2 separate regions of the Zea mays genome follow, and region 2 is linked to region 1. The links are chromatin contacts, called in public Hi-C maps. All regions are on one chromosome and are shown on one strand. Each heading gives the region's core, a stretch centred on a gene start, on an enhancer-like site or on the middle of the called end of the contact. The rest is flanking DNA. Distances are from core to core; before and after follow the strand shown. Region 1 holds the start of LOC100191368 (60S ribosomal protein L7-2). Region 2 overlaps LOC103645972 (calcium-transporting ATPase 5, plasma membrane-type).

Evidence for each region. A called contact is a pair of places that touch in the nucleus more often than the background predicts.
Region 2: a contact with region 1 is called in a Hi-C map of seedling, with 5 times the contacts expected there. The contact joins the enhancer-like site here to the promoter of LOC100191368 in region 1. A contact is called at or near these places in 4 of 25 Hi-C or Micro-C datasets (ear, leaf mesophyll, seedling and 1 more).

Annotation. Positions count from the first base shown.
Region 1 is chr2:12,111,455-12,117,821 of Zm-B73-REFERENCE-NAM-5.0, reverse strand. It overlaps LOC100191368 (60S ribosomal protein L7-2), which reads left to right and starts at 3,508. Exons shown (of 7, transcript NM_001136802.1): 1 at 3,508-3,541; 2 at 3,654-3,833; 3 at 4,682-4,779; 4 at 4,861-4,918; 5 at 4,998-5,077; 6 at 5,458-5,560; 7 at 5,654-6,306. The coding sequence starts at 3,654. The coding sequence ends at 5,869.
Region 2 is chr2:12,180,102-12,186,468 of Zm-B73-REFERENCE-NAM-5.0, reverse strand. LOC103645972 (calcium-transporting ATPase 5, plasma membrane-type) reads right to left here. Exons shown (of 35, transcript XM_008670703.3): 28 at 6,194-6,294; 29 at 5,682-5,727; 30 at 5,473-5,607; 31 at 5,247-5,354; 32 at 5,063-5,154; 33 at 4,870-4,967; 34 at 4,662-4,733; 35 at 4,248-4,572. The coding sequence ends at 4,681. Among protein-coding and RNA genes, the nearest start is that of LOC103631159, 8.1 kb to the left of the region's middle. Within about 2 kb of position 4,023, at least 17 of the 20 cell types and tissues checked have an H3K27ac peak or open chromatin away from gene starts, as enhancers often do. A contact at or near this core is called in ear, leaf mesophyll, seedling and 1 more, where this site is marked.

The sequences.
Region 1 (6,367 bases), core at 2,259-4,758:
GACAAATATGGATACGACGTTATTTTGTATCTATGATGGATAATGGGTATGAGTATGAAACATCTTTTTTTTCAAGTGGATATAAGAATGGCTTTGTTTGTCTATTGGATACCTTACCTAACGACATCCCTAACTAAAGGTCACTGGCCGAATCTAATAAATGTTTCTCAAAAAAGAGAAACAAATGTTTCTTACCCTGAGCTAAAAGCCTAGACCAGTTTCCTTAAAAAAAAGGTTCGATCATACGTGGTGGCGTGAATCCGAAGAAAAACTCCGATATTGCGATGCTCTGAATTTGAAGTGGCGCTGGTTGAATAAACGAGTGAACGCGTCAGTCTGACGGCCGTACTGAGCACCTGCACGGCCATGGCCCTGGACCCTGGTCCACTCGGAACCAGCGAAAAAAGATCGGCAGGACAGGAGTCCGGTGTTGGGAGCGGCGGAACGGCGAGCGGGGCGGGAGGAGGACCGCGGGAGGCTTGTCGCGTCAAGATGGAGATGGAAGTCTGGCACGAGACCGAGAGAGCGAGAGATCACGTGGCGTGCAGATGGGTGCACACCGCCCAGCTTTATTTTTTCTTTTGGCTTGCCGGCGCAGGCGCCGCGTGTCGACGCACGGACCGCCCTGCCGCTTGCTGGAAGGAAGCGCGGAGGCACGTGGTCTCGGCGTGGGAACACGGAGCTGCCGACTGCGGTGCGGAAGACCGGCGCGGTTCTCGCTGTATTGTCCGCTGCTCTGCCGAGTGGCGACTGGCGCGAACGGAGACGGACGACGAACTTGGGGGCGGGGCGCACCGCCTCTGGCACCGTGCCCTGCACGCCGGTCCAAAAGGTTCACTAGGTGCTCCGTGCTCGCCGCGTTGCCGACGTCTTGACCACGGTCAAGATACCTGACGCTGCTTCTCTGCCATCTCTTTGACTTTTGCGCATCAAATTCGCAGTCGCAACTCGCAAGTAGTACTAGCTAGGGCAACTACCGTATTTTGGATTAAATAGCCTAAATACAAAATACTATGTTGGCTATACTATAGCTATGCAATTAGCACAATATTAGACAAGTGAGCTTTCGTCAATTGTGTTGTGCAGTCAAACGTCTGGTCTTATCCACTCTGATCTCAAAGTAGTACTAGTGTCTAGTGGCTTCTCTTTCCACTCCCCGCTGAAACGTCTTTTCTTCAGGGACTGTGGGTAAAAAGCTGCTGGTTCATGGTCCTGAGTCTGACTGTTGAGCTTCTAACAGTCCGTTTTAAAACAAGCGCGCACACACACACCTGCATTTCGACGACAAGCCGAAGCCGAAGTACCGAACAACAATCACAGCTCCTATGTCTGACTGTCTGAGAGAACAGTAAAGAAACACCATCCTAACTAAAAAAACAAACCTTTCAGAGGCTAATACACAAATCTCCAAACCTGCCTTGAGATATCGACATTTTTTCCCCAGTGGTGATAAACGGGATATTGACGGTTAACCGACTTTTAAGCACTTTCCGCCTGCTGCACTTTGGCAAGTCAGCTTCGCTGGTTGGTTCTGTATAGAAAAGGAAAAAAAAGGGTCAGCTTCGCTGGAGGATCATGCTGTCTGTGTTCGGTCGGTGTTCATTTGGATTGCCTCTCGACCTGGGAGGCGCTGGGACTGGGAATGGGAGGCTGGGAGAGACGGAGAGTGGGGGTTCTGCATGCCATTTGCCAGGCTCATCGGCCTCATCCGTCCTGGACCTTGACTGATGGACGTGGACCTGTTTGGTGTGGTCTCCGGCTCTCCCCTCCCTTTGTCCAGACTCCATCCAATCTTCTCGGAGTCGGAGGTGCTGTGTGGTCTCCTGCTTGCCCGCCTGCTCCGTGCGGCCTGCAGTGCCAACTGCCAAGTCGACGTCCGCTCGTGTCACTCGTGCGTGGCGTGGCGTGGCACACGACAAATTTCGTCCCACGCATTAAGCTGTGGGAAGTTGATTGCAGAACCAAATGCCCCAGCCCACTTGCCAAGTGGCCCACGATCACTTTCACGGAATGGTGTATGAGCAGAAGAAGAGATTATGGCCTTATTATGGGTTGAAGCCCCCAAACTCCCCACATGTCACAAAAGGATTCTCCAACACGTACATGCTCCAAACATAAGTGATGACATACACGACAGTGTAGTTGCTGTAGAGCTGTACTAGCCACCATTTAGTGACTTGCGGTTCGTTCGGAGAAGATTGTGAGTTTGTAACGTGCCATAAAATTTAGGAATTTTTAAGACTTTATTTGAAAGCACCTACTTTTGCGGGAAAAAAACTGGTTCAGATAAACTAGATTATTTCCAAACATGCCAGTATGACCCTTAGTTTTATAATTTTAAAAGCTGCCAGTTTCTAACTAAAACCAATTTTAGTTAGCAAATTATGCACCGCCCTTAGTTAGTTTGGAGAAAATCACGGTGATTGCCACCGTTCGAGTCCTATGCATGCGATGGCTTGGTGCCCGCTGGCTACGATTAGGCAACAAAACTTGTAACCTCAATCCGGAATACCCTAAACTCAAAATACTCGAAACCCGAAATTCATTTTAGAATTTCGGGTGGTAACATGCAAAACCCGAATCCAAATTACCTAGAACACTAGAACTTTTTATGTGACATGTAGTTACGTCATTGTTCTTAATTAACAATTTGTGTATCTATAATTATGTGTAACTATATGACATACGAACTTGTCATTGTAGATTGAATGTGCTTTTTAAGTGCATGTATATCATTATTAAAACTGTATTTTTGTACTAATTTAATAGGGTGTTGACGAAGCTCACACAATAGTCCGGGTAGTTCGGAAATATCCGAGCCCGAAAATCTGGGTAATCAAATTTTCAGTAATTTCGGGCACTGATTCTCGGAACCCGAGATTTAAATTACTCGATCCAAACATTTTGGATAACCCGAACGCACACCCCTACCTCTCCTCAGTCGGATTTAAATGTTTCTTTATTATTTAAAATATCCAAATTAAAGATATGAGTTCAAGCTATATTTAAATTTGATAAAAAAACCGACTGAATCAATTACCATTAAAATAGAGTACGGGTAGATTTGTCTTTGCATACCAAAAAGGTTAAAAACTGATACAACATAGTCCATGGCGGCTCACCATAGCCCAAGTTTTCCGAAGACGAAGGCGCAGAAATACAACGGGACATGATAGTGGTTATGACTTATGAGTTATGACTAGTCAGTCTGCTCAACACCTGCGCGGTTGATGACCGTGTAGGTTGACCCAAGCGTCGTGTTGACGGCCCACTCTGGCACTACATGTAATTGACGATCCGAAGGGATAGGGCCCAACAATATTGGCCCATGGTAAACTCGACTCAAGCTCACATGTCCTCACCAGCCCACCCATCATTACACGCCGCGGGTCCCAAATCATTCCCCGCCGTCGGATCACCTTAACAAACCCTATCACCAAACCCTACTACATAACCCGCCATTCCCACTCCCCTCGCCGCCTGCGTCCACCTCCGCCCCCCGCCCTCCCCGCGTCCCCCCTCTCCTACGCAGATCGTCCAGGTAAGGTAAGCGACCGCGCCGCACTCCATTGCTGCTTTCTCTGTTCGCTGCGCATTTCGATCTTTGGCTAAGAAGTTGCGGTTTGGTTTGGCCGTGCTCGTGGGTCGTGTAGATGTCGTCCGAGGCGGTGAAGGTGGCGGTGCCGGAGTCGGTACTCCGCAAGCGGAAGCGCGAGGAGCAGTGGGCCGCCGAGAAGAAGGAGAAGTCCCTGGCCGAGAGGAAGAAGTCCATCGAGAACCGGAAGCTCATCTTCACCCGCGCCAAGCAGTACGCCGAGGAGTACGATGCCCAGGTCAGATCTCCTGATCCTGCTCGATCTAACCTCCTTGTAGACTATTCGTGCGGGGTGGGTCGTAGGGCTTCGCGTGCGGCGTGTTATTTTCATCTCAAAGCAGTTGTAGGACCGGTTGTCTTCTCTGCTTACTGTACAGCAAACTGAACTATTGCCTAGTGCATTTGGAACGCATGCTGATTAGTGCTTTTGTTAAGAGATGTTCTAGCCCAAGTATTTAGAATTCTTTCTAAGGACCAGTAGTATAGTCCCAACTTCATGAAATATAGAATATTGTTGTGCATTGTGTGCCACAGTAAAGGCGTGTTTGAATGCACTAGAGCTAATAGTTAGTGGCCAAAGTTAGTTGAGACATCCAAACAGTCTAGCTAATAGTTCAGCTATTAGCTATTTTTGGTAAATTAGTTAATAGTTAGGTAGCTATTTGTTAGCTAGCTAATTTCACTAACAATTTTTAGGGGGTGTTTGAATGCACTAAAACTAATAGTTAGTTGACTAAATTTTTTTAGTGAAATTAGCTAGCTAACAAATAACTAACTAACTATTAACCAATTTACTAAAAATAGCTAATACTTGAACTATTAGCTAGGGGGTTTGGACGTCTCAACTAATTTTAATGGCTAACTATTAGTTTTAGTGCATTTAAACACCCCCTTAGCCAACTAATTATTAGTTCTAGTGCATTCAAACGCCGTCTAAGTATAAAAGTTATCCCATTACTTTATCAGTATATGGTTCTGATTGCGTTGGGCATATAGGATCATTGCTATTATTAGGATGCTTTCAAGATGAAATAGTGAACTGAAATGTGTTATTTATTTGCATGCTTATGTGGATGCTGAGAGCAGGAGAAGGAACTGGTACAGCTTAAGCGTGAGGCCCGTTTGAAGGGTGGTTTCTATGTCAGTCCTGAGGCAAAGCTGCTATTTGTGATCCGCATCCGTGGGTGAGTCGCAAGTGCTTATGCCAGTATTATGTAGAGGAATTTGTATGATTATGCTTGTTTTTAATTCCGTTGAAACTACAGTATCAATGCCATGCATCCTAAGACCAGGAAGATATTGCAGCTTCTGCGTTTGAGGCAGGTGGGTTTGCCAATTACGTTCTTGCTATTGAATTATGGCCGATTGTTTGTGAAACTGGACATTTAATTTAATTTTTCAGATATTCAATGGCGTGTTCCTGAAAGTCAACAAGGCTACCATTAACATGCTTCGCAGGGTTGAGCCTTATGTTGCATATGGGTAATTTCTCTTTGCTGATTTAATTATTGTCTTGCTTCTTATTTTGGTGTATTTTTCACTCGAAGTACGTAGTTGAAAAGAGATCATACTGTGACCTGTTGCTTGAGTGAATTTACAATAGAGTATTGTGTTAAATCTGGAGTTTAAATTTGTAAGCTTAATCAAGGATATGTAGTTCTACATCCACATCCAGTCATCCAGTATTGATTATGGTGATAGTATTTGCTTTTGATGAGTAGAAGATGCACGTTGATGCATGTATATTCAATTAGTTTCTGTTAAAACATTGCTACAATAGGAGAGTCTGGAGGTAGTTACTGCATCTTTGCTTGGTGACTCCAGCTTCTCATGACCTTGCTAAACTGATATATCTTGTTTAGGTACCCGAACTTGAAGAGTGTCAGGGAGTTGATCTACAAGAGGGGCTACGGAAAACTGAACAAGCAGAGGATCCCTCTGTCTAACAACCAAGTCATCGAGGAGGTTTGCAATCTTGAGCTCTGCACCTGGATCCTTTGTGATCTGCTTGTATTTGACAATTTACATGATGATCTCCACCATTTGGTGTTCTATCAGGGCTTGGGCAAGCACAACATCATTTGCATTGAGGATCTTGTTCATGAGATCATGACTGTCGGCCCACACTTCAAGGAGGCGAACAACTTCCTTTGGCCATTTAAGCTGAAGGCACCGCTGGGAGGTCTGAAGAAGAAGAGGAACCACTATGTGGAGGGTGGTGATGCCGGTAACCGTGAGAATTACATCAACGAGCTCATCAAAAGGATGAATTAGGTTCACGATCAAGCTCTATTGTGTTCTAAGAAACTTTCTGTGCTCTCCCAATTTTACATTATTAGGAAGCGGATGAATATGCATGCAGTTTTGTTGTTTGGAACTAGATGTGTATGGAAGAAACATGATCTTTTTTCTCGGAGGTTTAAAATTATATATTTAGGGTTAGTTTGAAAACTTCATTTTTCCAAGGGATTTCTATTTTCCCTAGGAAAAATGAACTGGTTTCCCAAACCAGCCCATGATGCATTTCCCGTCCTGAGTATCGGGCCTTTTTCTCTGTCCAAGACGCTCTTTCTGAAGTACGATCTGTATTTAAATCCATGATGGATCTTGATATATTGTAAACTGGCTTGAAGCACTTCTGGCTTACAAACCCAACAATCAGCCGCTTTCGAAAACACTTTCGGCCCTGGATTTATGGCGAAGTTCGTTTTAAAAGTTATAATTTGAGGGGAAACTTAATTTATAGCTTCATGTGAGATTTGAGTTATTTTT
Region 2 (6,367 bases), core at 2,774-5,273, 68 kb before region 1:
ACGAACCAAACCGACCCGACCTGATAATAGGCCACTAGTACACAGAACCTCTATAGTGACAGTTATGAACCCATTTTCAGTGACGCTTTTTAGATCGAACCGCCAGTGCTAGAGGTTAGTAGAAATTATCATTTTTACAAACGGATAACTGAGAACCGCCAGTGGAAAGATTTCCACTGGCAGTCAGCGTAATAAAATGGCTAGTGAAAATAATTTTCAGAAACATAAAATGGGTTTTAAAAACAAAAAATAATTATTTTATTTAAGGAGAGGCCTCGACCCACCCCTCTCGTCCCGACATTTTTCGCGCGCTACGCGGTTGCTAGGAATCAAAAGCCCAACCTTACCCTCGCGTGTCTACCACTCCACCTTTGACATGCTTTGTGTCTAATTTATAGTTTGTTGTTCACATATTACAACCAATTGAGTCTAAATTGATTGTTTGAGACCGTAAACGAATTCAAATAAAAAGTTGTCGACTACAAAGTTGAATAACTTTTGAAGTTTTACAACTTTCACTTTGACACTTTTTTCATCCGAGGTCGTTTGTAAAATTTGAATTTTAAATTTGACAAATTTAGATGTAATTTTTTAGAGTCAAAATGATTTCAAATAAAAAAGTTATCAACTAAAAAGTTTTATAACTTTTAGAGATCTACAACTTTTATTTTGATGGTTTCATCATACAAGATCGTTTGAAAAAACTCGAAAAATTAAAGATAAAAATTATTTCTAATGGCGATCTCTTAAGAAAAACCGCGAAGCATAGAAAGCGAAGGTGGAATACCGACTTGGCCAGTACATGAGAAGGAGCCAAGCTCCATATGGTCAGGTTAGGTCCGTGCTGTAGGTTTTTGTTTAATTGTTTCATTTGTGCATGTAGTCTAGATACAACTGCATTTGGTTGTTTGCATGCATCAAAACGAATAACGAAAAACGAATACAGATGACTTAATGAGTCAACATGGGCATTCTGCCATGTAGATCACCCCCCATCAACTTCAAGTTTTCTCCAAACCTCATCTGCACATTCTAATTCTTTGATTGACACACAAGGACCTTTGGATCAAGGCCTCCATAGATCATATTTAGAGTTTGAACATTTAATTGCACTTTTTTTTCCTCTTCTCTTGGTGTTGGGCCTTTTTACATGTAGCGCCAAAAAAGAATCATGCACTACACCCCCACCTTTATATTCAAATGCTTTTGAATAAAGTGGATTTTTTACCCGTCCCTATAAACATGTTTTGCCCGCCTTGGTTAACATGTATAGTAGTAGTACTGTCTATATCTTGCGTACAAATGTTATCGGACAGAAGAGGGAGAGTCAAGCAGTTGGTCGTGTGTCACGACACGATTCTTCGGTACACTTGGCCACTTGGCTCTGGGTCCAAATCCTAGTGCCTCCAGGAAATAAAGCCAATTTATTAGCTACTAGTCAGTTGCTCGTGCGTTGCGACGACTCACAACAATACACACGTAAACTATCCACCAAAAAAGATCTCAATATTTTTTATTGATTGTCTCTGCTCTCCGCATAATTTTTTTTTGATTTGACTAAGTGAGTCGACATCGTGATAAAGGAAAGGCCATGTAGACAGTCAATATTGAGCCATCTAATGGGTACCATAGACAGCAAATCAGGGATCCCATCCCTCGCCTTCTCCACTTCCAAGGTTTCGTAGACCAGGAAGGGAAAGAAAGATGCAGTCATACCTGTTCGTTGCCGGAGAAGTACACGACGAAGACATGGACATCTGGAGGCGACATAGCTAGTATACCGCTAGATACATATAAGGAGAGAGCACGCAAGCGGAGAAAGAAGCCCAACCAGAGCAGCTCCAAACCGAAGGCACCCACACCAGGCGTCACTCCGAAAAGGGCGAGAGAATGCGAGTCCCTTTCAGCTCTGGACCCACCAAGGCGACACAACAACACCACCAACTCTGTAGCATATGCCGACTGCTGTCGCGCTACAGGCTTTGGTTGTCCAATATCTCAGATCTAGACTCGTCATCGCCAAGATAACCTACGTGGTAGGCACCATCGTGTCCTCCTCGGCGACACGCACGAAGAAAAGCCAGGAGCAAGATCGACTTGCCCGTACCCACATCGACGAGCATCGGTCGGCTCGCGGCTGCGACCGTGGGCAGGGGCAACAGGTTGGGTAGGAAGAACAGGGCAAAGGCCGAAAGACAAACGGGACGTCCGACGACGGCGAAAACGATGGTGCGTGCATGTTGTGAAACACCCTCGTGGACGTGCAATAGCCACTGCGCGAGTCGGTGTCGGGGCTAGTGTCGGACGAATGCGGGGAGGAGGCGCCTGCTCCCACGCCCTCTGCCGAGAATGTGTGGCGCGGAGGCGGAGGCATAAGGGGAGAGAGAAAAGAAGCAGGATGACGAACGAGGTGGCGGCAACTGAGACGAGGACCATCATTATCGTGCAGAGGTATATATGGCCAAATGGGTCGTGTCTAGCGGGCTGGTCCGGGGCATGGCCCATTTAATAGTGCCTGGGCCAGCCCGACACGATCGTCGTGTCGTGTTTGGCCTTAGCCTCGACCTGTAGTGCTGATCCGGCCCGACACAATTGTATTTTTTTATTTTACAAAACTCGTATATACATATGTACAATTTATATTCAATATTAAAAACAATTGATCATGATGATGTTCTACTGGTTAGACGACTTCACTTAGTGTCTCCCGTCCTTCTTCCATCAAGACTTAGGTTTGAACCCCACCTTCTACACCACTTTTTTAAAAATATTTTACGCTAATTTAACCACCCGACTGGCTAACGGGCTGGACATGAATGTTGTGTGTATGGGGATGCAAGTTAATTTGAGATAGATGTGAGGGGTTATTTGAAAAAATATGACGTAGAACGACCGTTGAAACTGGTGCTTTAAGTATAGTATAGATAAGGGCATGTACAGTGGTGTTTAACGTGGGGGCTCTTAAGGTGTTTTAGGGAGTTATTTGCAAAAAAATCTTAGAGCCGTCTCTCCGTGAAGAGACGCCTCTGGCTCGTAAACCAAGTAACAACAGACGCCTCACTTCCCACTGTACGAATTTGTCGTCTGTTCTATCGATCTGATGCTATACAAATACATTTAATTCTATATTTATTAATAGACTACGTTTATAGACACTCCATTGTACAATATAGTCTCTTAGTTGTCTCCTGTGCTTGGAGAACCGTTTTGGTGTCTCTCCACTGTACATGCCCTAATAATATCTCATTTTCCAGCATCCTTTATCGTTCCCCCCATTTCTGATAAAAGGTATTCGTGGCAAAGTCCAGGTGATCTAAAACAGTTTCTTAGACGGTGACTGAGCTGCACCTTGCCGTCCAAGAGTGTTCCTGTGCACCAAGGGCCTATGGTACCTCGAGCACATGTAGATCATAATGACAGAGAGAGCGCTTGATTGCCAACCAAAACAAGTCATGACTACGTTTCACACCTAATCCAGTGGTTTGGCTTTGGAACCAAACATAGCTAACTACTGACCCAGCAGCAGGTGACCGCATGTAGCGTAGCGTAGGTACGAGACATTTGCGCGCGCGCTGGTACACAAACAGAGAGACAACAGAGGACTGCGTGCTACGCACGACTCGGAACAAGGCTTTGGAACTGAAAAATAAAGTCCTCATAAGGATGAGCGATGCATTTATGAGAAAGGGACGGAAGCGAACCGACGTTGTAAACGCGACCGCAACAGGTGCGGTGCGTGCGTCTTCATACTGACCTTTCTCTCGGATCGGATCTACAAAACCAGAAGCGGTTAAAACGTCAACGATAGCTTGAGATCGATCCACCCGGCCCGGGTGCGGACGGGACGGAGTCCTCTTTCTCCATTCCCGCGGGTTACTCAACTCAACGTGACCCCGGCCACTTGGTGCGTAAAAAAAAAGCACCCCTCTCGCCCGCTCTTCACTTTTCTATCGTGTCAAAGGGAGTCCGTCAACTGGTGCCAACCGAGGGAGGGCCTGAGAATTCATGGCGCTGTCTGCTGCTGCAGCTGCTGTCAACTGTCGCCTCGGCCCCGTGGGGCTCAACAATGAAACGCGCATGCGTGTAATACACTGGACAGCTGACAAGAAATATAGAGAAGGCAACGGCTTCACGTAACGGTACGTACGGACATGGACGCACAAGTGCACGGCTAAAGTACGAGCACGGGAAATTTTAGCCGGCCGGGGCAAACTTTTCTACGGGCCATGCTGGTCAGACACGTCTCGGGTTCCAACTCACCTTGTTTTCTCTGCATCGGAGGCTTCAAGGCACAAAGCCGACAGCGGGCGCCCACTCGTCAAATGCTATGGCACGAACACAGGCAGCTCCACCCACGAAAAGCATCCACGAGCCGCACTGGATGATGCCTAGGAAACACTGCGCGCGATGCTTTGCTGCGCCATCCAATGTTATCGCCAGCTCACTTTGCATAGAAATTTCTCAAATACACGCACCACGGCACAGAGTCTTCCAAGCTACAATATACAGTTGCGAACGAACTACAGCAAATGACAAGGTCTCATGAGAAGCCGAGTTGCATTTCCAGCCTTCCTGTTTGAAGTACAATAGCAATCAGTGGTAATCACAAATCCAACACGTCAAAACCCGGTAAGAAACAGCACAAGGTCATTGTTAGCAACCATCAATCTTGCTGACATCTCAAGGCTCGGGCTTGTTGTCTTCCTTATCATTAGAGGTTGCGTCATCAGGGGCTGCACAAACAGAACTGTCAGGGATGTGCGACAAAAACTGGGGGAAGAGGCAAAAGATGCTCTGATATATTTGATCACTCCACCATGCACTACTTAAATCGGCAAGGAGTAAAGGATTTTGCAGTGCAATGGCTACCTTGTTTGCTCCCCTTGCAGATACAGCAGCATGCAAAGAATTCTCCCAATGGACGTTTAGGAACAGGAATAAGCTTCCCCACGAATGCCAGCGGCCAGCTGCAGAGCAAATAAGGGAATGATCAGGCGCAATAGAGGGAGAGAAACGTGTCATGGTTCTATCAATTTCATCAGCAAGCATATGAAAACCTTACCCGAAGAAAGCAAGACCTATCGATACCAACCACAACTGCCAACTTAGCCTTACCGTTGAGGCAAACTTGCCAAGGAACTCAACGATAAGCGCCTAAATATAAACAGAAACAAAAGAATGTGAGAACAAAACACCTAAATAAATTTATCTTAGTTAAGAAAGGAAACTCATTCTAGAGATTCTACCTGGAGTACAACTGTTATAGCTATGATGCCAATAAACAGATGGTTCCCTGAAATGCCCTTGAATATATTCAGCTCATCTGGTTTACGCGAATTGAATTCGTTGAACACCTAAGAAGACAAAATTACACATGTCAGGCCACTACTGCGTTTGTTGTATAAAGCTCCGGAGCCGCATTAGACAAAAAGGCAGAAACATCTTTTCTAAGCAAAAGCTAAAACGCAGAACCTGGCAGAGAACAAATGTGTTGAAAATGAAGGTATTTTTCACTTTATCTGCATGTGCTGGATCATCATTTTTCAACTGCAGGAGGCTTATTCCCTTGAAGTTGAGAGTGAGGAGAACTGAAACTTGAAACAAAGCCTGAACAAAGAACAAGCGTTCAGTAGGAAAATCTATAACAAGAAACACAGAATACAACAGCAAATATAGCATACCATGATAATTAAGTTTCTCCACATGATATTTGTAATCAATGGCTCCCTGAAAAGGTGATGAGGAAACATTTAGCACTGCTAACACAAATACTTTTGACACTTTAATAGCAACATACAGAGATAAACACTGACATATATTTGATGCAACTGAAATGATCTAGCAATTAAAATTATCAGCAATCTTATATTTACAATCTGTTGCAAAATACTTCATCTGATCACAAAAATGTAGGTCCATTTAAGTTTGCCGTGAGTCAAAACGTTTTTTAACTTCAATATCACCAATAATTAAAATTTCAAACAGATTGGCAACATAAGATTGATGCTAGCAGATTCATTATGAAAAATTACTTAAGTTTTTCTATTTGGAATTTATAGATATTGCTGATTATTGTATTAGAGACCTTGTCAATGTCAATGTCCAATGGAATTGTGATCAGAGAAAGTAGTGTGTACAATTTACGAACATACACAGTTTAAACAATGCTACAAGATAGATGGTGATTCACTACCTTCTCCCTACTGGGGGTCTCTCCATAAGATGGTTTGTAGGTGGTTCTGTCGCCAATGCAAGGGCACCCAAAGTATCCATAATTAGGTTAACCCACAGCAACTGTCAGCCAAGGGAGCAAAAATTAGAATTCCACCAAACACGTCTTTTTAGAAATACTGTCTGGACATGCACA